Regions from separate parts of the Mus musculus genome. Here all the other regions are linked to region 1. A link is a contact called in public Hi-C, HiCAR-type, HiChIP or PLAC-seq and promoter capture Hi-C data. All regions are on one chromosome and are shown on one strand. Each heading gives the region's core, a stretch centred on a gene start, on an enhancer-like site or on the middle of the called end of the contact. The rest is flanking DNA. Distances are from core to core; before and after follow the strand shown. Region 1 holds the start of Pcdh18 (protocadherin 18). Region 2 holds the start of Ndufc1 (NADH:ubiquinone oxidoreductase subunit C1). Region 3 holds the start of Noct (nocturnin). Region 4 has its middle 41 kb from the start of Gm35891. Region 5 has its middle 17 kb from the start of Gm37548. Region 6 overlaps Gm37548 (a long non-coding RNA gene).

Region 1 (3,929 bases), core at 899-3,398:
ACAGAAACACATTCTGAATGGCCACATCTCACCTGTCAATTTATGGTGAATACCTTGGAAGATGAAGTCATTTTCATAATATTTATGGGCAAGCACACTGCCTGGAGGAAGAGAAAGATTTGCTAAAGCATGGTGCTCTAAGCAAATGTAAGACGCATCCCATAAATGAAGATGACCAAGCCAAGGCATGCGTTGTGGCAGTATGCTTATCACATTCACAGATGAAAGTCCTCAAACTGATAGACTTAGATGTCTTTGGAATTCTCTCCCTAATTTTGAATAGTCACTAACTCCTTTTTTTGTTCCTTTGGCTTTTACAGAGAGGCTCTCTAAAGCCCGAACTGACATAATTATTGGCTCAGATTGTTAGCGACATAGGCCAGATGGCTGTGAGTTTCTAAAGTCCCAGTTGCTTATGGTAGTTTTCTGAGTTTGTCTATAGGGTTTGGGGATCAGCAATTTGAAAGGGTTGCAAACTTGTAAAATGGTGTTATTGGGGGGGCAGAGTGTTCATCAGAGTGACATAGCACTAAACACATTCATAGCAGACATCCTAGTCTGCACAATTTGACACACAGCACTGGTTTCTGGGGGTGGGAATGGGGGTGAGACAATGGCTCATAAAATGTTTTTGAATGCTTAGAATGAAGGAGAGTTTGTATTGGGGCTCTTCTCTGGTTTCTTCTTGGGGGAGTACCTTCTCTGTGACTATAGCTGAGTTCTGCTGAGAGTAAGCAAAGTGGAAAAATCAGAAAATTACTTTTTAAAAAAATGTGTTTCTGGGGGGCAAAATAGGAGAAAAATAAATGTCAAATAAGTTACATGGAGATTCTGTGAAGCACAGAATTTGCAAGTAGCTGAAGACAGCTGAGGGATAATGCAAAGGGGGGGTGGGGAGGGTGAGCAAGAATGGAGCCAGAGTGATAAACTTAAAAGGAGCCGCAGAGCAGAAGGAGCATCATAAATAATCATATTTCCCAATAAGAATACCATATCAACCCCGTGACCTGGATACAGCACCAACCTCCTGAGATATTTCCAGCACTCTGATGCACACAAAATGCAATTTTCAGCTCAGGCATTTTATTTCTCAGTGTAAACAACCTTTGGGTTTTTAAAATACATATCTGGAAACTGTTTTCATAAATAATGTATGTATTATAAAAATTTGACTTGTAAACTATTGAGTCCATGTCTCCTCAGAACTCATTGTGAAAACTCACTATGGGTAGATAGTACTCTATTGGAAGAATTCGCTAGGCGAAGGCTACCAATTTTACCCAAGCTATCAATTTTGCCCAAAATAAATAGGATTTTTTTAAGTGCAAGGCTATATATATATATATATATATATATATATATATGGAACAATTTTGCTCAAGCTAAAGAAAGGGCTGAAATAAGGTAGAATTTTTTTGCTAATTAGTTCCAAACTCTGAGGTGTTCCTTTAAATCTTGCTAATTAAGAGAAATCGGGAGTGCAAGATAGGCCCCTTTCTTATCTTCAAAGAGTAAAGATGAAAGAAAGCAGAAAATGAAACCTCTCCACTTGGGCTGTTCTTTAAAACAGAGCTCCAAGAAAATCGGCTTGCTGCTCCTTGGAGGAGAAAAGACCCGCCGAGGGGGAGGGGGTGTGTGCATAATTAGAAGCAAGTTTCCCCATTTTATTAAATTCCTCCACCGACAAAATTCACTTGGAGGTATTTTAAGTGAAACCAGCAGTTAAGGAACCCTGAAAAAAGCAAGATGATTACATGTTTGTAGCAGAAGAAAAGATCAATTAAGAAAACAAGAACTATTTAATGTGCCATATATAAATACAGGCGACCAGAAGTTGATTTAAAGTTTTTTTCTTCCTTTCTTTTTCCTTCCCTCCCGGTCTCCCCACCCCCACACCGCTCTCCTGCTGTAATTTGTCTCCCCTTTGTCGCGGCACGCTTGGAGAAAGTGGATGGAGATGGAGGAGGGGCGGGAGGGCTGAACCCCACCCCCGGCCGCGCTCCCGCGCCCCTAGCGGGTCCCCAACCCGCGCCCGCCACCCTCCCGCTCCCACCCTCCACGCGCGCCCTCCCTCGCTCCGGTGACTCCAGCAGCTTCGGATTTGGAAGCTCGCTGATTGGCTGGAAGCGATTCAACACACGCCAGGCAAAGAGCTTTGTCTGAGTTGAAGTGAAGTTGTAGAGATTTTCAGACTGGAGTCAGCAATCACCGGTGTTTAGTCTGCAGCGGAGCAGAGAAAAGGAAAGGGGGGAAAATCAAGAATCGCCCGGGAAACACAGACTGCAGACTCCGCCAGCACCCTGCAATAGATGGGGACGGAGTCCACGCGGGGAGCCAGGCCGAGGTGACACGCTGCTCCCAGCCAGGAGGACCAGCGGCCACCCCTACCAGGAAGGGACTTCACGCTCCTATCTGGAAGTCGCCAAACGGTGTGTATGAAAACTGAAGTTTGCGAGCTGTTTAATTGCTGTGTGATTAAGAGTCGCTTTCAAGACTCTGAGACCCGATGTGGCTTAGAGCTCTGAGTGGCTGGGAGGAAGTTGAAGGGATTGCTGGGCTCTTCTAACTCGCCCTGAGAAGGGAATCTAGCAACTGACCAATGCACCAAATGAATACTAAAATGCACTTTAGATTTGCACTTGCACTTCTGATGGCGTTTTTCAGCCACGATGTCCTGGCTAAGAATCTGAAATACAGGATTTATGAGGAGCAGAGGGTCGGATCGGTAATTGCTAGACTATCAGAAGATGTGGCTGATGTTTTATTGAAGCTACCAAATCCTTCTGCTGTTCGTTTTCGAGCCATGCCACGGGGGAATTCTCCTCTCCTGGTCGTAAATGAGAATACCGGAGAAATCAGCATAGGGGCTAAAATTGACCGCGAGCAACTATGCCAAAAAAACTTGAACTGTTCGATAGAGTTTGATGTGCTCACTCTGCCGACCGAGCATCTGCAGCTGTTCCACATTGAAGTGGACGTGCTGGACATTAATGACAATTCCCCCCAATTCTCGAGACCCGTCATTCCCATTGAGATATCGGAGAGCGCAGCAGTTGGGACTCGTATCCCCCTGGACAGTGCGTTCGACCCAGATGTTGGGGAAAATTCCCTCCACACCTACTCGCTCTCTGCTAATGATTATTTTAATATCGAAGTGCGAACCAGGACAGACGGGGCCAAGTACGCTGAACTCATAGTGGTGAAAGAGTTGGATCGGGAGCTGAAGGCTAGCTACGAGCTTCAGCTCACCGCCTCCGACATGGGAGTGCCTCAGAGGTCTGGCTCCTCCATCCTGAAAATCAGCATTTCGGATTCCAACGACAACAGCCCGGCCTTTGAGCAGCCTTCTTACACAATACAACTCTTAGAAAACTCCCCAGTTGGAACCTTGCTCCTTGATCTAAATGCCACCGATCCAGATGAGGGCGCTAATGGGAGAATTGTGTATTCTTTCAGCAGTCATGTGTCTCCCAAAATTATAGAGACTTTTAAGATCGACTCAGAAAAAGGCCACTTGACTCTTTTCAAGCCAGTGGATTATGAAATCACCAAGTCCTATGAGATAGACGTTCAAGCCCAAGATTTGGGTCCCAATTCCATTCCTGCTCATTGCAAAATTATAATTAAGGTTGTGGATGTCAATGACAATAAACCTGAAATTAGCATAAATCTCATGTCCCCTGGAAAAGAAGAAGTATCTTATGTCTTTGAAGGGGATCCCATTGATACATTCGTTGCTATCGTCAGGGTTCAAGACAAGGATTCTGGGCTGAATGGGGAAATAATCTGTAAGCTTCATGGGCATGGACATTTTAAACTTCAGAAGACATATGAAAATAACTACTTGATCTTGACCAATGCCACTCTGGATAGAGAAAAGAGATCTGAGTATAGTTTGACTGTGATTGCTGAGGACAAGGGAACACCAA
Region 2 (3,929 bases), core at 554-3,053, 1.7 Mb before region 1:
CAGGACCCTCTTCTGCCCTCCATGGACATGTGTGGGCACTGATGCACTTGACAAGCAGGAGCAAACACACATAAAAATAAATAAAAATCTTTAAACCAGCTGATTAACCAGGGTGAGCAACGCTGCTGACCTTCCAGGCACCTGCACACATGCACATACCACGATGTAAGCCTACGCATAAAAACCAGCTTTTTAGAAAAGTATGTATTTATTTATATGAGTATCCTGTAGCTGTCTTCAGACCCACACAAGAAGAGGGCATCAGATCCCATTACAGATAGTTGCGAGCCACCATGTGGTTGCTGGGAATTGAACTCAGGACCTCTGGAAGAGTGCAGTCAGAGCACCGATGTGCCATCTCTCCAGCCCAACAGTTTTGGTTTTTTATATTTTAAAGAATAGTGACTTGAGGCTGGAGAGATAGCTCAGTGGTTAGAAGCACCAGCTGCTCTTCCAGAAGACCCAGATTCCACTCCCAGCACCCATATGGCAGCTCACAACTGCCTGGAACGCCTGTTCCAGGGAATCTGACACTCTCATGCAGAGATACATACAGTCAAAACAGCAATGTTCTTAAAATAAAAATAAATTATTTAAAAAGAAAACAGTGTCTTGAATAGGCAAACTGGGCATTTAGTACTTTCAGATAACACCTAAACTTCCCAACTATCCTACAAGGATAAGTTTTACGTTATCAATAGACAACTATAGTAGAGATTAAGTAACAACTAAAGAATATATTGTTGAAATGTAGTATACCCAAATGGTACAGAGACATGACCGTTTGAATCTTGTTCTATATAGGCTCCTGGCATTATAGCCAATCCCATTGTTAAGTGAGCTAATGGACTCTAGATCTAGAGTTCTGAGGACCACACACTGGATGCCTCTGCCATCTGAACCAGTCAGATCACTGTCATCTAACATCTATAAAAATTTTTTTTAAAGATTTACTTATTTGTTTTATGTAAGTACACTGTCACTGTCTTCAAATACACCAGAAGAGGGCATGGGATCCCATTACAGAGGGTTGTGAGCCACCATGTGGTTGCTGGAAATTGAACTCAGGACCTCTGGATGGCTAAGCAGTGCTATTAATTGCTTAGCCATCTCTCCAGCCTCCATATATAAGAATTTTATCAGGGCCTGGTGACAAAGGTCTATAATCCCAGCTCCTCAGGAGGCAGGAAGATCAAGTGCATGGGAACCTTAGCGAGACCCTTTCTCAAAAAGTTAAAAAAAAAAACAAAAACAAAAAAAAAAAAACTATGTGGGGCTATGTAGCTCAGTGGTAAGGCACTTGACGGCGATGTAGGATTCCACCCCGATGAATAACAGAACCTACCTCATAGGACTGAGAGGAATCAATGTGATTTTGAGTATAAGTGGATTTTAGGAACTGTTAAGAGCCTTTGCAAATACAAAGTTCCCTTCGTCAACAAGTTTATCTTTGAGCACATCTCTTAGTAGATGCTAATAATCACAGCACATCCTACAGTCACTGTAATGACTCGTGTAAAGCACACGAGTTTTTGGCTGACAAACGAACTCTGTAGTAAACCTGACCAGCACCCTGGAGATGGACAAACTGCTTTCCCAGCCCCAACCCTCTTCGTACCCTTTGTTTTATTCACAGCCCACTAAGTCCGGGTTCTTGGGAACCTTGTACTGAATGAAGGTAGGAGTCTGGCCCACCTGCGAGTCCCAGTTCTGCTGCCAGGGGGCGCTGCGCTCTGCGCCACCAACCGGAGATGCGCGCGCAGGGAGAAGGCGGTGCCAGCTCGGCCAAACGAGCAACCCGAGAAGAGGCGGAGCCTGCGGAACAAGATGGCGCCGTCCGTAGTGCTGCGCTCGTTTTCGCGGCTGCTGGCCCCCGCCCGGCTGCCGAGCTGCTGTGAGTGTCTTTTCAGAGCCCATTCGGCCCTCAGCCTAGCCCTCATCCAACACGAGCCACCCTGGAATCTCCGGAGGAGGAGGAGGTCGCGGTCCAGGCCGACCTGCAGTGACCTTCACTGGCCGCGAGCCGGGTTCTCCACTCATCATTAGCCGTCAGCTTTCCTCCAGGCTAAACCCTGACCTCTGCGAATGGATTTTGAGTCTTTTTGTCCCAGGCTTTTCAATGTCTGGGAGACCCTTCCGGGGCTGCCTCCCAACCTCCCACTCCAGAGCCTATGAGGGCCGACGAGGCTTTAACCCAAGCTTTGAAGGCGCCCTGAGTACCAAGGACGACCTTCTGTCTCTGCTGGTGTCCCCGAACAAATTACTTAGGTTCTTTGAACTATGTTTCCTTGACTCTTTAAATTGGGGACGAACAGATAGAGGACAAATGACAACAAAGCCGTAGTGGAGCGCGCCTGGAATCCCAGCCCGGTGGAAGTGGAGACAGGCAATCAGGAATTCAGGGCCAGCCCGCACTACAAGAACCTCTATCTCAAAAATTACATCACTAGTATATGTTAGATATTCCTCGCAGACATCAATAAAACACATATTCTCTTTCCTTTTTCAGCTTCAACACGGTCGAAGTTCTATGTCCGGGAGCCAGTCAATGCCAAACCTAACTGGTTGGCAGTTGGACTGTCCGTGGGCGCCTCGGTTTTCATGTGGATTTATGTGAGTACCGTACTCACCGAGTCCCCTGGAGCTGAAGTTACAGACATTTCTGAGCTGCTTGTTGTTGGTCCTGGGGACCAAACTTGGGTCCTTTGCAAGCAGTACATGCTCTTAACTGCCAAGCCATCTCTGCGGCTCCAAGTTCATCTACATTTTTGAAAGTTTTTCCTGATGGAAGGCTTAATTGCTGCGGAGATCATTAAGGATTGAAATTAGGTCTTTGATTCCCAAGAATCTTATCATTGCATTAGTCATTGTTCTAGTTACACAGTCTGTCAGACTGTGGTTCTAAGAAAGTAGCTGCTCTCTGACTTCTAATTAACATACACAGAGGTGAGGGTTGGTCATTTAATCACAGTGTGAGGCTTCTAAGGTTGGAAGGACAGCATACTGTATTTAGACATTGCATACACACACACACACACACACACACACACACACAGAGGTACACAAAAGTATAGCATATACTTATCAGCCAGCCTACAACACACTCAACAGCTAGAGTGTCACTTCTTATAATTCCATATGCTTTCCACTGTATCATTCTCAAATTTAATGTCAGGCTGTGGCCAACAAATTATTCCACTAATAATTTTTGAATTTGAATTTCTTACCTTTTTAGTTGTTTTAATCCACCCAATTTCTCTCATGAAACATAAGGATCTCTACTTGGTTTCTTGGTCTTTAAGCTGCTGGAAGCTCACATTTCTAATTTTAACCATTATCTTGTAGCTCATCCAAACACACAATGAAGATGTTTTGGAGTATAAAAGAAGAAATGGATTGGAATAAACTTTGGAAATAATACAGTAAGTACAGTTATAGAGGACATAGATTATGGAAGTTTATCTGTGTGTTTGTGAATGAGGCAGGGTCCCACTCCAAGGACACATGCCTTTTTTAGTTCTAGCACTAGAGGGCTAGAGGGAGGCAGGTCTCTCTGAGGCCATCCTGGTTTAAGTAGTGAGTTCTAGGACATCCAGGGCTAAGTAAAGAGACCCTGCATCAAAAGAGAGACTGAGTCTCACTGCATAGCCTTGAACGCATTATATAGACTAGGATCCACCTGCCTCTGCCTCCGAAGTGCTGAGATTTAAGGAGTGTGCCTGCAGGGTGACACCAGTACTGGATGAGGCCATGCAAACCTGTAATGCGAGTACTGCAGAAACTGTGGCAAGGAGATGCTGAATCTGAGGCTAGCCTGGTCTGCACATCAAGACCCAGTCCCAAACAAAGACAGCAGGGAAATCAACAGTAACCACACCACATTGAGTCACATCTTCTTCACTGGTACTTTACGCTTTGTTTCATAGCAC
Region 3 (3,929 bases), core at 686-3,185, 1.5 Mb before region 1:
CTTCCTACCTTTTTGAGACAGCTGTCTCTGTATAGCCCTGGCTGTCCTGGAACTCACTCTGTAGACCAGGCTGGCCTCGAACTCAGAAATCTGCCTGCCTCTGCCTCCCAAGTGCTGGGATTAAAGACGTGGGCCACCACTGCCCTGCGATAACTCGTTAAAGAAAGCCTCATGAAACTTGGCGCCACGTGCTAGCCTTTAATCCCAGCATCCGGTAGGCTGAGGCGGGTGGATCTCTATAAATTCGAACCCAGCCTGGTCTACATAGACAAGGTCTAGGACAGCCATGGCCATGTCTTGGGGGGAAAAAAAGGCAACAAAAGACAACCACAGGGAACCTATACGTTCTAATGTACACTCTGTCCTTAAATTCAACCAATACTCTCTCAAAATGTACTCTAGTAAAATAAGGATGGTTACTGCATCCGAATGTTAGACGGCAATAACCTAATTTGAGGTAACAACCAAATTACACTTTCTAGAAAAGTACTATGGAATAATTGCTGGTTCTGAAGGAGCGCCTACATTAAGTAATTGCTAGATTTGAGGGAGAAACTACTCATTTAAAAGCCATACTTGATTTATATGTAGTTTGTGACCGTCGCAATCTGCTTTTAGGCAGAAAGGAGACACTTAAAAAACACAAGATGATGTACAGAACTGACTTCATGAAAGGTTGATTTACCAGGGATTTAAGACGAAGTGGAAGACTCCCCCCCTTCCAAAACATAAATAAATTAATGAGCGTAACGAGTTAACATGTGCTATTACTACCAGGGCTTTGAGAAGATTCAGAGCCTGTAGGCCCTGCAAACCCAAGATCATGCCATTTTTAGATATTTTTTCCCCTTCATGAGGATGTCCACAAGCCGTCTGCAACCAAAGCGTTACCGCCCTGCATCGGGGGGTGGGGGTGAGGGGTAAAGCAAAACGTTAGCGACTGGGGTCACTGTGGCCACCGGGGATTCAGGGGGATCAGACACGAACGCGGAAAGCGAGGCCCCCTGAGCGGCGTTCCCTCCCTCCCGACGCGACGCCGGGGTGAACGCAGGGGACCAGCCCGCGGCGCCCATTCATTCCGCGCTCCCGCTCACCTGTTCGGGGACGCGACCTCGCGGCGCCCGAGGCCGCCGCCGCCTGCAGTTGCGGGGACTTGGGCCGAGATCCGAGCACCGGCGGGGCGAGCGTTCGGCGCGGGCCGGGCACGAGTGTGCGGCGCAGGCCGGGGGCGTCCCTGAGCAGCAGGGCCGAGCAGAGCCGCCGCGGGCTCTGATACATGCCGGGCGCCGCCGCGCTGACGAGCCGGGCCGAGCTGGGCGGGCGACGGTGGGGTGGGGGTGGCGCGGGACCGCTGCGCTGCGGGGTGTTCCTTCCTCCTCGTCCCTCGGCGCCGACCGGGCGAGCTGTGCCGGGAGGCAGACGCGGCGGCGGCAGCAGCGGCGGCTCACTGAGGCGAGGGAGCTAGCGCCGGGGAGCAACCGGCGAGCGGCGGCGGAGCGGGCGCTACCACGCGGTGGCTGCAGAGGGGGGGATCCGCGCGCACGACCAGGGCGCAGTCAGACCCGGACAGCTCCGGCCGAGAATGGACCGTCTGGATCAGTGACAGCGACTGTAGATCTCCCACGGGGCGGAGGCTGGGGGCTGGCTGACACCGCGGGGATTCGTTAGAGAGGCGTTCCGGGAGCCTCTGTCCCCTCCCGCCGGCTGCAATGGGAGCGTCCACAGGCTGGGAATCCCGGGTTGGTGCCAGCGCTGAGTGTGTGCGAGCGCGTGTCTGGGAGAACGTCCTCCCCGAGCTGTGGGCTCCACGCTCCGCGGTGCTGAAGGAGATTAGGCACCAGGACGCGCTGGCTACTTGTGTGGCGGCTGCGACAAGCATCCGCCCCTCAGGCACGAGAGGCGGAAACGGACTGCAGGGCGTTGAGCGTCAGTCCTGCCAGAAGGTCTGGTGGAATTGGCCTTGGAGCTAGCTGGGCCCTGATTGGAGGGCTGGAAGTCACACCTGGGAGACAGCACTGTAGTTATGGAAAATGAAGGCTAAGGGAATTGGGGAGGGGGGGGGGAAACAAAACAAAACAACCCCCCCCAACCCAAAACAACTGCTTGGGATGGGCCAGACGTAATTTGGACTGTTACCGAATTTAAAGCATTATCCATCCAATAAACCACTGAAAAAGCCAAATTGAAAGTGGAAAGCAGGTGCGGCGGTGAGGGCGACCGCCTTTAATCTCAGCACTGGGGCAGGGGCCCGGATCTTCAACATGGTCTGGAGAGATCCGGCCGGCCAGAGCTACACAGTGAAGCTCTGTCTCAAAATAAAAACAAAGAAACAGAAAAACACCAAACAAACAAAACCCTCAAAACAACAACAAGAATACAAACGAACAAAACTGAAAAAAGGAGATGTACTTAATATGCCCACATGGGGTAGAAGGACGAAGAGTTAACCTCTCTCTGGGATCCCAAAATGAGATTAAAGTTCAAATAGAAGGCCAGGGGTATGCACATCTCAGCAGTCCGGGTCAAAGCGATCTGACTAGATAGAACTGTGTGAATTCCCGCTTCCTGAAAGAATTCCCCCTCAAGCAAAGGCCTTTTCCTTTTCCCAGCAGGAGTTTCCTGAAGGAAATTCCCATTTCTTGGGGGGTCCATTGTTTCAATAGTCTGAGAGTCAGATGCACACACCCACATTCTCTTGAGAAAACCCTTATTTTTGTCAGCTCTGTTGCAGGGATGCTAGGATATGGTCAGAGCTGTGTTTTAATCGGATGCCATATGTTCCAGGAAAATGCTGGAGATGTTGCTCAGTGGTGGAGCACTTACACAGCACTTGAGAGGCCCAAGACTCACATTCTCACCTAAGGGGGTATGGAGAGGGAAGGGGTGGGGGGAGGCGGAGAGGGAAGCAGGAGAGAATGAGTTGAAGAAATACCTCAGGTAGGTTGTGTAAGGAGTGACTAACCCTAACCGGGAATGGAAAAGAAACTTTGAATGAGTATCGTCACCAAGGATTCAAAATGCTTTCCAGACCTGGCCTAAAACATCTAACACCCACAGGATACGGATGAATCAGCTGACAAGCCGATGACAGCATCGGGGCCAGGAACTCCTTAGCTGGTCATTATTAGCGTCTGAGGCTCAGTTTTCTTATCTGTACAGCAATCAATCGCCCATGAGTCATTAGGCAAGGCAAAGGGTCATAAGAAGGTAGCAAGTGCTTTGCAGATAGAACAAAATACAGCAGTTGGTTTACAGTTTAGGTAATGGATCTATGGATGCTGACTCCCTCCCTCCCCCAACCCCCACCACACACCACATTTTCTCCCCCCCCTTCCCTTTCTTACTCCTGTAAGCAGTTTGTCAGTAGCCAAGAAAGCACAGCAGAGGGAGCAGAGAGGGTCAACCAGAACTTGTAATGAATGAGACAGCCTTAAGGAAATTAGATACTCCATGAGCGAATTAATTAACAAGTTTAAAAGTAGTTTGAGGGCTGGAGAGATGGCTCAGTGGTTAAGAGCACCGACTGCTCTTCCGAAGGTCCTGAGTTCAAATCCCAGCAACCACATGGTGGCTCACAACCATCCGTAATGAGATCTGATGCCCTTTACTGGTGTGTCTGAAGACAGCTACAGTGTACTTAGATATAATAATAAATAAATCTTTAAAAAAAGTAGCTTGAGTGGAAGTTTCCTGGGTAGATAAAGCTGTTCCCCACCCAAGCCATAGGCTATTAGAGCGCCCAGTGCCAGCTATGGGCTACTGTACATATAGTAGCTCCTGAAGCCATTAAAACACTACAGGCAATTGCCACTGCTATTGGCTGCCTACCAGAAATAAATGATAAGACCCTGAAGTGTCGACATATGTGTTAGTCACAGAACATGGAGGGATCCAGCTGGAACCGGACTGGAAGGTTCCTCCCAGTTAGC
Region 4 (3,929 bases), core at 593-3,092, 1.4 Mb before region 1:
GGGGTTTTAGAGTGAAATTTGTTAACTTTCACTTTTTTTTTTTTTGGCCTTGAGGTTCATTTATTCATTATCTATCTATCTATCTATCTATCTATCTATCTATCTATCTATCTATCTATCTATCGATACTACACATACACCTTTCTGAACTCCTGCATTGTTAAAAATGAGGAGGAGTTGGGAGAAGGGAGAAGTGCCACCCGAATATATTGTATGAGAACAAACCACCGGGAAACTTGAGTTTGTCCTTAAAAGCCAAGGCCTCTCCCGGGTGCAGACTAGCATGTATCTTCAAGTCTGGGGTTAGAGCTTTTCTTTTTGGGACATGCTCCTCCCATTGGAGCCTGGTGCTTTTGACCTGGACCCACCCCATTGTGAGGGCTGACGGGTATCGTTCTGTAAGACACAGACTTGCTGATTTCCTTCAGAATGGAGCATGCCCTCAAATGTCCATGCGTGGCTTCCTTCCCTTATCTTTTTGACTTGGAAGGACAGACAGGGATGGCTGTCAGCTAGTCTTTGATGTGGGGGACAATGACTAATAAAAACATTGAAATCATCTTCTCCTCCTATTTCACTTGACTCCCGGTGTCTGTCGCAGACCCTGCCTGATTGACAGAATATTACCCAGATAACCCCCTTCTTAAGTGGCGGCGAGGCAGCAGCGGGCAGTTTTTCATTTAGAGTCTATCAGCTGAGAATTGATAAAGTCATCATGGAACAACTGTAGTTTGACCCCGACCTGACAAAAGAGATCGAAAATGTCTTGGATAGAGAGAATCACGGGGCTGGCTCCATCCCTGCCTGGGAAAAAGCGTTGGAGTGGGCCAAGGGCTAACACCCAGGCACTCCACGAGTATGTTTAATAACTGAGAAGTAAATAATGAAAGGGATGTCAATAAACAATCGCGATTTAATAAATTATTCATTTTAACAATCCTACCAGTGTTTGCCCAGGGATGTAGTGTTTTTTTCTCCATCTGCGGTATTGGTCTGAACCTGCCTGGTTGCGGAGCTGTTCACCATCGTTGACAGCAGGGGGCACTCACGTCACGCCAGAAACATGCCAAACTCGTGGTTTATGTAGGAGGGAAAGATGGAGCAGATAGAAAAGCTTCAAAAGGAGGTGGAGGGGAATATAGAAAATGAGTGGAGAGATACTGAAATGAAAAAAAAAAAATTTCCGCAGGCAGATCAAATTCACCCTTGCACCGAAGCAAAGCGTAAAGAAATAAATAGAAAACAGTCACTCTATATTTTGCTGGTTAAAATAACTTATTTATTTGAAACTCATAAGATGACAGATTTGGAGCAGTCAGGGCAAGGGCAAAAGAGATATTCGAAATTTAACAGATTTATTTCCATCTCGAAAATTCCACTGTGATTTTTTTTCAGGAAAGACTCCCAGATCACAACTGATTCTCTTGGGCTGATGTGAAACACGCACACAAAAAAATGATTAAAAAAAGCAAACTTCCAAACAACCCCCAAACAGCTGTTGAGGGGCTATAGACTGTGTGTTCTTCTTCTTCTCCTTAGAGGCAAGGTCTCACTGTGGAGTCCGGGATCGTCTGGAGTGTTGGGCTCACAGGTTTCCGCGCCTTTGTCCAGCTGCCGAAGCCTTTGGAACAAAGCCCCACCACAGTTTAAGGCTAAGTTTTCTCGGAAATGAACTCCTAGGGTCAGTTCGCCTCCGTGTGTGCTTTCTTTTCTCATGGACTGTGTGACAGTCCCCACTTTATGAAACTGTCCCATGTGAGGCCACGCTGCTTTTACACATTGAAGAAAGGCCGTCGTGGTCCCCGGGATATTTACTGTGAACCCAAGGCACAGAAGAATGTGTTCTCGATCGATGGCCATGCAGATGCTAAAGCGAGTGGTATTTATTTATAATAATGCGTGAGGCGGCCCGCAGGGAAATGTCATCTTGTTTGTAATCAATCTCGGTGTGAGGCTCCTGCTGCAGCACAATCAGGCTCTGCATTAAGTGACAAATTGGCTTCTTCTCCTCATTCGGACTGTCATTTCTCTTCAGTGGGGATACATCATCTCTGTTACAAGGCCTCGGAGCTTGTACCACACACAGATACACATGCATATGCAGGCCCTGCCAACGTACTCGGGATAAAAGCCTCCAGCGATAGCGGGTATGACAGGAAACAGGAAAATGAGAAGGGCCCCCTGTGCTCACCGTGTCTTGCCGCCTGGTGATGTCATTGTATCCCGTGAAGGCGTGTCACTGTTAGGGATTGAACTGTCTCTCAAAACCTGTGCGTTGAAGCTCTAACTGCCAATGCAACAGCATTTTTTTAAAAAATGATTTATGTGAATAGGTGTGAGGGCGTCAGATCCCTGGAAGTGGAGTTACAGACAGTTGTCAGCTTCCATGTGGTTGCTGGGAATTGAACCTTGGTCCTCTGGATTGAAAGCAGACAGTGCTTTTAATTACCGAGACATCTCTCCAGTCCACAAAGTTTACTGCCCCCTCCCCGCCTTTTTTTCCTGAGATAGAGTTTCTCTATGTAGCTATGGCTGCCTTGGACTCACAAAGATGCCTGCCTCTGTCTCCTGAGTGCTGGGATTCACAGTGTGGGCCAACACTGCCTGGCTGCCACGGTGATAGTATTTAACAACAGGCTCAGGCTTGAGTGTACCATGATAGAAAAATTGAGACTCTATAGGCTTAATCTCTAGCTATGCCTTCATCCCTAAATAGGCCATTTAGGGGGTAATTAAGGTTAGATGAAGGCCCAGGAATGGCACCCTAATCCAGCTCAGCTGGTCCTCTTAGTACCCCTCTTTTGGAGTCTTTGAATCAGGGATTTACTCAGTAGCCCACATTGGCTTGGAACTCACTAGACCCAGGCTGCTCTTGAATCCATTATGTGGCCTAGACTCGTCTTAGACTCATGGTCTTCCTGACCTGTATTATGGGCATCATGTCCAGCCCTCCATAGGCCATTATCCAGTTTTCTTTTTTTCTAAAACAAACCTGGCTGTCCCGGAACTTGCTCTGTGGACCAGGCTGGCCTCGACCTCAGAGATCCACCTGCTTTTGCCTCCTGGGCCGGGATTAAAGGCACGCGCTTCCATCACCTGGAGACACACAACTGCTATTTGCTGCTGCTATTCTAAAGTGAGGAAGGGATGCTAGATGTGAATAAGGATTTTCCTCTCTGAGTATGAAGGTAGCCACCTGCTCAGAAGAGACTTTGGACTTTTAAATAATGTTGAGACGATGATAGACGATTGGGACTTTGCAAGTTGGACTGAACTCAGTTTTGCATTATGATAAGACTATAAGCCTTTGGGGGGCAGGGGGGTGAATAAGAATGGCTTCCCTTAGAGTCATATAATTGGATGCTTAGTCATCAGGGAATGGCACCAGTTAGAATGATTAGGAGGTGTGGCCTTGTTGGGGAACACACCAACAGGAGTAGGTGTAGCCTTGCTGGAGGAAATGTGTCACTGGGGGTGGGCTTTGAGATTTCAAAAGATCAAGACAGGCCTCTTGTTTCTCTGTCTTCCTGCTGCCCACAGATCCAGCTGTAGACCTCTCAGCTGCTTCTCCAGCATCATGTCTGCTTGCATGCTGCCATGTTCCCTGACATGATAAGAATGGACTAACCAACTGTAAGCCAGCCTTGGTTTCCTTTATCAGAGTCGCCGTGGTCATGGTGTGTCTTCACCGCAATAGAACATTGACTAAGGCAGACTCAAACTTGCTTTCTTTTACATAGGAGGATGAAGGGGCTGGCTCCAAGCTGGGGAGCTGGCATTTTGATGTTGGACTTCAATTTACTAGAGCTGGGAAAGAGATTTCTGCTCTTTCAGTTTCTCAGTCTGTTGGGTTTTGAAATTTAATTTAAAAAATATTTTGTATCTCTCTCTCTCTCTCTCTCTCTCTCTCTCTCTCTCTCTCTCTCTCT
Region 5 (3,929 bases), core at 596-3,095, 1.1 Mb before region 1:
AACAGAACTGATGATAAATGAGTTGCCCACATGGAGCAATGAAGGTGAGATAGAAAGTGGGTTTCTGGATGAGAGGAGCCAGACACAACCAGAAGAGAGTTGACTAAGAGATTAGCTGACTCAGGAAAATTCTAATCCTACCTTGGGAAGGACACTTGGTTTGATTTATAGTTATTGTAGTTCATAAAAACAACAACAGCAACAACAACAACAACCCAACCAACCCTCCTCTCTTTAAAACCATTTTGTCATTAAGTTTGCAGTTTGTGTCTTTTTGCGGTAAGAAAGGCTATAAACGCCAAGAGCCCCGGTCTCCCAGGTAAATTCTCAGCCCAGGCCTCTGCTGTCTGTGGGTGTTGGTGACTTAGAGCCCACTTTCAGAGATATATTGAAATTCTATATCAAGCTAAAGGATGCCCTGTAATATTCGAGTTTTCTTCCAGAACAAACAGACTTGACATGGTTCAAGTACCTGTCCCCCGAATAAAACAAAAAGCCATTCTTCTAGAGTCACGCATGCTTCTAGACCTTTCCCTGCAGCTGTTGTTTAGTTTTTCTTGATGACCAGGCAGGTTTTGATTTCCAGGGTAGTCTGTTATTAAGTCGGGGAGGGTAGGTTTCTACTGGGATCCCCAGCCTGGAGAAGCAGGGGATCCCCCCAGCCTCTGAAAGGGTGTGAAACTTTTCAACTCTCCTCTCCTCTCCTCCCCTCCCCTCCCCTCCCCTCTCTCCCTCTCTCCTCCCCCCTCTCTCCCTCTCTCCTCCCCCTTCTCTTTTCTGGTCCCCTTGTCTCCTTTCATCTCCCCTGCCCTTCCCCTTCCTCTTTCCCTCCCTCTGCCTTTCTTACTTCTCAGTCCTCTATCTTGGTTACCTTTGGTAGGTCTCTTACTCTCAAGGAAAAAAAATGCTCTGCAGGTATCTGTAGGCTCTCCTACCCTCAGATCCAGCGAATGTTACCACAGAATGAGCTGGTTTATATTTTGTACTTAGGGACTTTCAAAAGTATTATCATTGAGGTTGCTGATCCCATTGATAACTCTCATCAGCCATGGCCAAGTGGTGATCATGACTTTTGTTGATGGTTATCGGTGTTTACTGGTTGGACTCTTGGGTTGTCAGGCAACATCTTTTTAATTTGATAGAAATCAAAGGAAAGTAATCTCTCTCTCTCTCTCTCTCTCTCTCTCTCTCTCTCTCTCTCTCTCTCTCTCTCTCTCTCTCTCTCTCTCTCTCTCTTCCCCTCTCCCTCTCCCTCTCCCCTCCTCCTCTCCCTCCCTCCCCACCCCACTCTGGTTATTCTGCAGCTTTGTGATATTTGAAAAATCTCAGAATAACAGTATCTTCTTAATGGAGGTTAAGACTCTTATTAAATATTACTCAGTGGTTTTCAAAGTTCTGGGTGCTATAAACCATTGGGGGACCTTGGTCAAAGTGCAGACTTCTAAGACCTAGAGGCAGATTTTAGCATTCAGTAGCTCTGGATGACCCTCGTCTTTGCATTTCCACATATTCTCAGGTTGTTAATACAGGGACGGGTCGGTGGCTGGACCCAGATCGTGGCGAAGCGAGCTGCCCTGTTAGCTCTCCACCTGCCCCACACAGTGTTTCCATGCAGGCTGCCGTTCTTTAAGCTGGGAGTGTTGTTTTCTTTCGCTCAACCCGGGAAGGAGCCTTTCCCCAGCTCAGTGTTTCACCTGCATTGCTATTTTCAGAGCTTTTGGTTTCAGTATGAGAATCGAAGGTTGAACTGAAATCAAATACATTTGTCTGGGAGTGGGATGGTCTGTCAGGCATTGATCTCCTTGAGCTGGCGCTCTCTGGGAACGCCTCCCCAGTGAGAATCCCAGTCAGGATTCTAAAGGTTACATGGAATAGGCCTGATTTCTGAGCTTCTCTGGGGAGATCACTTAATTCATAAAGCACAAAGTGGAGAAAGCCGCCACATACCCACAACTCCCCCTCGTTAAGTAACCAGAGCACGGTTCCTGTTATAGAAGAAAATAACGTGTTGATTAGCGTGTAAGCCAGAAAATACCCCCGAGCGGTGAATCTTTAAAGATGAAATAGTTGCACTTTGGAAGACGGGGAAAAATGGCAAAATGAAATCCGGGTAGAGTCGGCTTTGCGAAGGCTGGGTTTCTGCGTGCGCGCTCACGGCATTCAGCCACGAGGGGGCAGCATTGCACTTTGGTTGAAAAAACGGTCTGGCAGGAAGGGAGCCCTTTAAAGGAACATAACATCTACGTGAGCAAAGCTAAAAACCAGAACATTAGCAAGCACCAGAAAACCAACAACGCAGAGCCCAACTGTCTTTGTTATAATGTGCCGTCTTCGCTTCTCCCGTGGACGGGATTTAATATTGTAGTATTAAGACTTTCTGGGCCATATCACGTCAGTTCATAAATACATGCTTAGGGGTGGTGGTGGGTATGCAGTGAGATTATTATGATTATATGTATATATATTATACCTTCCACTTTTGTTTGCCTTGCCTTTCTCAGCTTACCGTTCTTGCGTTGTTGTCAAATACCAGGTCTCCCACATTGCTTCCTCCAAGGCAGAGCCCAGACCTTCTGTGGGCTGCCCCTCGGTGTGGCCCGTGATTTTGTGGAGTTCCATGGAGTTTGGCTAGAAAGTTACTTACTCCTTTCCTTTTTGTACAAAACTAGGTTCTTAATTTCCATGGTTCTGGCCCTTCTCTAGGGATTGTAGCCATGGAGACACTTTCAGAGGAGTCAAACCATCGCTCTGTGGGGAGTAGTTGCATCTTTGAAATGGACCCCTAAGTCACACTGAGACCAAATCCAGCCTTTGAGCTGAGAAACTCAAGCTCCACCAGCTCAGGGGCGGCTTCCCTATGCTCCCGGACAGTGAGTGAGTGCCTGGTGTTGAAGGTGCATAGTAAATATTTGTCCAGTGAACGAGCCCCATTTCAACCCTCACGCCGTGACCGATCACCATGCCCTTCACCCACTTGGGATTTGCTTTTGGCTAATGACTAACGTGAGACCACACGAGGCTGGAGGTGTTCACTTGCCTTTCTTTCTAGTCTCCAACACTGTTTTCTTTCTGAGTTTGCAGGGTCATGGTGACATGAGGCAGAGTTTCTTGCGGGGGTGGGGGTGGGGGGAGTCATTTTTGTTTCTCTGATGTTTGCATACAATTACAGTGTTAATTCTGCCTTTGTGTTGGGAGTTCACAAAGACCAGATTAAAGTTTCCCCTCGGTGTTACTACCTGGCTCCTTCCTCCTCCCCTTTTCTTCTCTTCTTGTTGGGAAACTTGACTTTGAGCAGGGCAGGGACTAACAGGCAGCGGGAAGATTAATTACCCTCCTTGGAATCTCACTTGACTGGGCAAGGTGAGACAGTTCAATTATGTAATCATGCTGGCAGTCTTGGCTTCCCAGGCCCTGGGTGCTAGGACTACCCTCTTCCTGCATTTTAATTATTATGAGGGACTCGCTCTGCTCCTTGTAACTCTCCAGTGAACCCTCAGGCCGTGGGAAAGGAGCTGTCAGTTTTGGCAGGAGATGCTCCAATCGCTGGCATCTCTGCCCTCTTCGAGGGTTCCTGTGGAGAGTCTCCGTGCTCCTGTTGGAAGCTGTGGTTGGGCTGCCTGGCTGCGTCTCTTGGGCCATGTGGATTCCTTTTCTCTATCGCACAGCTTTTTAAGGCTTTCTCCTTTGCCTTGAGAAAGGCTCCCATTGAAGCTACGGGCCAGGGAGCCTCATTCGAGTGGAATGCATTAGAGGTGGGAAGTGTAGCAGACCCTCCTGCAATGGCTGAGAGGTTATCATCTGCTGTGTCCAACACCGGGGGGGGGGCAGGGACCACATGTGGCCATTAGCACCTGAACCATGGCCAGTGCAATTAAGGAGCTGAATTTTTAATTAGAATTAATGTGAAGTTCAACAGTTATCTATGGCCA
Region 6 (3,929 bases), core at 649-3,148, 1.1 Mb before region 1:
AGGATAACCAGGAAGAGTTCCAGTGAGGATCCAGTACTGAAGGTGTTACAGAAGCCAGCAATCTCGAACCAGATCAATGACTCATTGCAATGAAGATTTGCAAGTGAAGATGTATGGACAGCGGGATATCCTGTGGGACACATTGTGACACACAACAGCTTCCACAACAAAATGTATTCTCTGATGTTTGTTTTGTTTATTTGCTTGTGTGCTTTTATTTTCTTTGGGAGGGAGGTTGCAAGGGTGGAGGGTGGATATGAGGGGGTAGGGAGATGAGTGGGACCGGAGTGCATGATGGGAAAGTCACAAAGAATCAATAGAAAGTTAAAAAGTATATGAGACCAAGGGAGGTTACACATCTATCATGTTTTTCTTTGGAGGCTGTCATTGTTTCCTATGATAGAGAGCCAAGCTTTATCCTGATAAAGCATTTATGTGATAGAAAAGTCAAGTCGTCAGGTCCCCAGTGTGACTCTACTTGGCACAAGATATGGTGTGGCTTTCTGTGTCTCTGGAAGGCTTGATTTTTAACAGAGTCCACTTATAGACAGTGGCGTACATATAAACATACTGGAGCACTGAAATGATGGTTTGATCAATGGCAGACTGTATATTCCATATAGTTCAGGTGTATCATAGGTTCTACCATTTGAATATGTGTAGTTTGTGTCAATATCCTCTGAATACTTATACTGCAACAATATCATTGGATGATGAATTGTCTCTTAGAATGTGCCCTGTCATTAAGTAATATTTATTTATAGTTATGTGACAAAGCTAAAGTTACTGTGTAAACAAATAGCCATGGTGTTTGGGGAGGTGGGAAAAATGTGTCTCCATTCTCATCCAAGCAAAAACCGAAGAACCATGCAGATGAGTTGTAATTTCTTTTCCCTACACTTTATCCCAGATGGAGTCCTAGCAGGAACATGTAGGGGCCTCATGTGTCTAAGGACAGGTAGGATAGTGGTTATATAAGAACAAGTTTGATTTAAACATTATACATACATGTGTGTGTGTGTATCTGCTCTTGTGTATATACACACACACACATATACACACAAACACATACACATATATATGTATACACACACACATATATATAGTGTTGGTGGCCAAGGTATTTACATATCTGGTAGTACCTCGATCACTGAGCTATATTGCTATCCCTGAACTTGTATTTTTGAGAGTTCTATGTCACGTTAACCTATTAATAAATTGACTTCAGTTAAGATGACTTCTTTTGAATTATTGCTGATCAACATGGTTTGTTTTTCCCCCCTTAGCTCATCCTCATATCCTCATCTTTTTCACGTTCTAATTAATTTTCAACTCTGTTTATCTGCTTGAGCACAGAGAGTCTTAATTGCCTTAGGAGAAGGTAGTGTTAAACCGGAGTAGGTTGGAAGAGTCCAATTTAACTGTCTCCTTTTGAATCAGGTGCTTGGGAATTTGGAACTCTGCAACTTCTTGGCAGCTAACGTGTTTTGAGGATGAATCGTGGCCATGCCAGTGTTTATTGACAGTCTTCATCTGTCTGTGGATATTGGGATCCATGGAGAAGAACACACAGAATCCACAGAGAACAGTATCTACTTAGCAATTTAAACCTCTCCTTCATCCCTCCCTTCAGTTAATACTGGTTCTTCTTCATAGGAAGCAAACTGAGAGCGTTCACTTTTCCTAATCAGGTTTCCATTCCCTGTGACATGAAGGGACAGTTAGGGGAGGGAGGGGGATGATAGAATATAAGGTTGGATAGTCTACACTGCTCAGACAGTGATTGATCCCGATTGGCACTTGTAGGCTCTTGATTTTTCTCCTGTGAGCCAAGAGGAGCTGTTCCCTGTGGCAGCAGGGTAATCCTGGGGTGCCTGGGTTTGGCCAGCCTGCTGGATGGACGGATTCAAATGCAAATAGGGATTGCTGTTTGGTATGCGGGAGGCTTTCAGTAGAAGCCTCAGAAGTTTGGATCCTTTGTGAAATCTGAAGAATCAATCTACTCTGTCCTTGGTGCCCACCGAGCAAACCTCTCTACCGCTTCTTTCTCTGGTACAGAAGATAAACGAAAAAAAATCCCATTATTCAGCTTATGCCATTGTCATGGCAGTCTCCTTTGAGCCTCTTGGCAAAACCCTGCTTGCTTTAGAACCGTACATCATACCGGATCCATTGAGAGCCATTATTTATCTGACAGGATATTTATAAAAGCCAGCATTAGCTGTGGCTCCCAGTCAATATGTTTCTCTCTCGCTGACACACATCACACCAACAGGCTTGAAATATTTAAATACAATAGTCCCTTCAAGAAATCATTAATTTTTCTATCACTGCCACTAGTGATAATTTGACGGAAATGGATTTTGTTGGAAGAGCTGAGCTGTCTACCAGTGGATACTTTCAAGTTCCCCACACTTCAGAGGCATTCCCACACTTCAGTGTAGGGCACAGTGAGGGTCCAGGAAGACCAGAACCCAGCGGTCCAGAGGCAGTGGCACGGCAGCAGCTGGCTTACCCCAGCACCGCCCCACCCACTTCAGTTAGGAAGGCGGTTAAATATCAAGGAGAGAAAAGGAACCGGAGGCCCAGCCACCTCATTAAGGTCCCCATCTCTGCTACTCTGTCTCCTCCCGCCTGCCCCCTGCTTCTCAGCTCCTTCATTCTCCTTTGCCCTCCCCTCTCTTTTATCCATGTTTCCACTCTCTCTGCCTTCTCCTGTGGTGTTAGCTTTTGCTCTTTGATCTTTCTTTTCCCTTATTCACACCCCCTGTGGGGTGTGTGACTGGGTAGAAAATGGAGGACAGTCATAAGTGTCTCCCTCAGTGTCTCTGCTCCCTAGAGGGTTGGGGTCTGGGACAGTGTCTCTGTGTCTGGCTATTGGCTCACCTCTCACTGGGAATCTTCATCCATAATTAATGGAGAGCATTTCTATGACCTCTCACCAGGGAGGACAAGGCTCCAACTGTGAGGTTTCCTGGAGGCAGGAAGGACGTGGAACTTGTTCAGAATATGATACCCTGTGTTCCAGGCATGGTTCCTTAACAGAGGAAAGAGATTCAGCAAGTGTACCCGCAGCAGCAGCAGTGGCCTTTCTATAACCGAAATGGGACAGCTCCTATAGCGAGCAGACAAGAGGCGTGGTTTCTGCTTGTTTGTTTGTTTTTGTTTTGCATATTAGACATGACAAAGCTTGGTTAATTCATGAAAAAACAAAACAAAATTGTCAACCAGCAAACAAAACAACAGCAACAGCAGAAGTCATTTGGGGTGGCATTTTGGAATCTCGGTGATTTCCTCTTATTAAACTTGTGGTTCATGTGGAAATGACACCGCAGGATCATGTGGAAGGTTCCAGATTGTTACCCCAACCCCCCCCCCCCCAGAGCTGTGAATCTGTCTATCCAGATAATGCTAGGACCTAGGCCAGGCTTCTCTCGTTCTACCACTCCAAACAATCACACCTGTCCTAATCCCTTATTGTCTGTCCTGACACAGTGCCAATCAACTCTAGGCAGCTCTGGGTCATAAGAAGAGAGGATAATGCCTCCGAGTTCAAGAATATTACACGATGTTTGGAATTTAGCTGTGGAGAGGGACCAGACTTAGCCATAAACATGTCATGAGAATCATAAAGGTGGGTCTCATCTGGAGGAGAAGTTTCCAGGAAGGAGGTGGTACGAGAGGACTTCTTAGACTGTACGTGGAAATGTGAAAGACAGGTACTGGGGGTTACATGAAGAGGCACCGAATTTAAGTAAGGCATTGGTAATGACCAAGACTAAGCCCTTTCCAGATCACAAGAGAGGACAGGCAATAACCACATCTTCAGCCTGCTCCACACTCTGCTAAGTTGATAGTTAAAACAACTACCACAGAGAGATGGATGATAGATAGATAGATAGATAGATAGATAGATAGATAGATAGATA

What was found. Promoter capture Hi-C pulls out the DNA fragments that hold promoters and counts their contacts. A called contact is a pair of places that touch in the nucleus more often than the background predicts. HiCAR-type assays count read pairs that join an accessible place to other places. HiChIP or PLAC-seq counts read pairs in DNA pulled down with a chosen protein or histone mark.
Region 2: a promoter capture Hi-C map of cranial neural crest shows a contact between it and region 1. The contact joins the promoter of Ndufc1 here to the promoter of Pcdh18 in region 1. A contact is called at or near these places in 1 of 39 promoter capture datasets (cranial neural crest) and 1 of 115 datasets of contacts at active chromatin or transcription factors (astrocytes).
Region 3: a contact with region 1 is called in a HiCAR-type map of astrocytes, with 6 times the contacts expected there. The contact joins the promoter of Noct here to the promoter of Pcdh18 in region 1. A contact is called at or near these places in 2 of 39 promoter capture datasets (cranial neural crest and hippocampal neurons) and 1 of 115 datasets of contacts at active chromatin or transcription factors (astrocytes).
Region 4: a contact with region 1 is called in a HiCAR-type map of astrocytes, with 7 times the contacts expected there. The contact joins the enhancer-like site here to the promoter of Pcdh18 in region 1. A contact is called at or near these places in 10 of 39 promoter capture datasets (the 3T3-L1 cell line, cranial neural crest, embryonic stem cells and 6 more), 4 of 484 Hi-C or Micro-C datasets (adipose-derived mesenchymal stem cells, nephron progenitors and uterus) and 6 of 115 datasets of contacts at active chromatin or transcription factors (the NIH/3T3 cell line, astrocytes, craniofacial prominence and 3 more).
Region 5: a contact with region 1 is called in a Hi-C map of nephron progenitors, with 4 times the contacts expected there. The contact joins the enhancer-like site here to the promoter of Pcdh18 in region 1. A contact is called at or near these places in 8 of 39 promoter capture datasets (cranial neural crest, embryonic stem cells, frontonasal cranial neural crest and 3 more), 22 of 484 Hi-C or Micro-C datasets (adipose-derived mesenchymal stem cells, cardiomyocytes, cerebellar granule neurons and 12 more) and 9 of 115 datasets of contacts at active chromatin or transcription factors (astrocytes, craniofacial prominence, embryonic forebrain and 6 more).
Region 6: a contact with region 1 is called in an H3K4me3 HiChIP or PLAC-seq map of stem cell-derived neural progenitor cells, with 6 times the contacts expected there. The contact joins the enhancer-like site here to the promoter of Pcdh18 in region 1. A contact is called at or near these places in 7 of 39 promoter capture datasets (cranial neural crest, embryonic stem cells, frontonasal cranial neural crest and 2 more), 1 of 484 Hi-C or Micro-C datasets (cardiomyocytes) and 2 of 115 datasets of contacts at active chromatin or transcription factors (embryonic limb bud and stem cell-derived neural progenitor cells).

What each region holds. Positions count from the first base shown.
Region 1 is chr3:49,755,535-49,759,463 of GRCm38.p6, reverse strand. It overlaps Pcdh18 (protocadherin 18), which reads left to right and starts at 2,148. Exons shown (of 4, transcript NM_130448.3): 1 at 2,148-3,929. The coding sequence starts at 2,600.
Region 2 is chr3:51,406,829-51,410,757 of GRCm38.p6, reverse strand. Ndufc1 (NADH:ubiquinone oxidoreductase subunit C1) reads left to right here and starts at 1,803. Exons shown (of 4, transcript NM_025523.1): 1 at 1,803-1,894; 2 at 2,510-2,613; 3 at 3,346-3,422. The coding sequence starts at 1,828. The coding sequence ends at 3,405.
Region 3 is chr3:51,222,453-51,226,381 of GRCm38.p6, reverse strand. Noct (nocturnin) reads right to left here and starts at 1,935. Exons shown (of 3, transcript NM_009834.2): 1 at 1,095-1,935. The coding sequence starts at 1,278.
Region 4 is chr3:51,167,529-51,171,457 of GRCm38.p6, reverse strand. No RefSeq gene overlaps it. Among named protein-coding and RNA genes, the nearest start is that of Gm35891, 41 kb to the right of the region's middle. Within about 2 kb of position 1,842, at least 6 of the 459 cell types and tissues checked have an H3K27ac peak or open chromatin away from gene starts, as enhancers often do.
Region 5 is chr3:50,904,402-50,908,330 of GRCm38.p6, reverse strand. No RefSeq gene overlaps it. Among named protein-coding and RNA genes, the nearest start is that of Gm37548, 17 kb to the right of the region's middle. Within about 2 kb of position 1,845, at least 109 of the 459 cell types and tissues checked have an H3K27ac peak or open chromatin away from gene starts, as enhancers often do. A contact at or near this core is called in cerebellar granule neurons, cerebral cortex, forebrain and 5 more, where this site is marked.
Region 6 is chr3:50,880,545-50,884,473 of GRCm38.p6, reverse strand. Gm37548 (a long non-coding RNA gene) reads left to right here. Exons shown (of 2, transcript XR_003954473.1): 2 at 1-1,237. Among named protein-coding and RNA genes, the nearest start is that of Gm37548, 6.4 kb to the left of the region's middle. Within about 2 kb of position 1,898, at least 48 of the 459 cell types and tissues checked have an H3K27ac peak or open chromatin away from gene starts, as enhancers often do. A contact at or near this core is called in stem cell-derived neural progenitor cells, where this site is marked.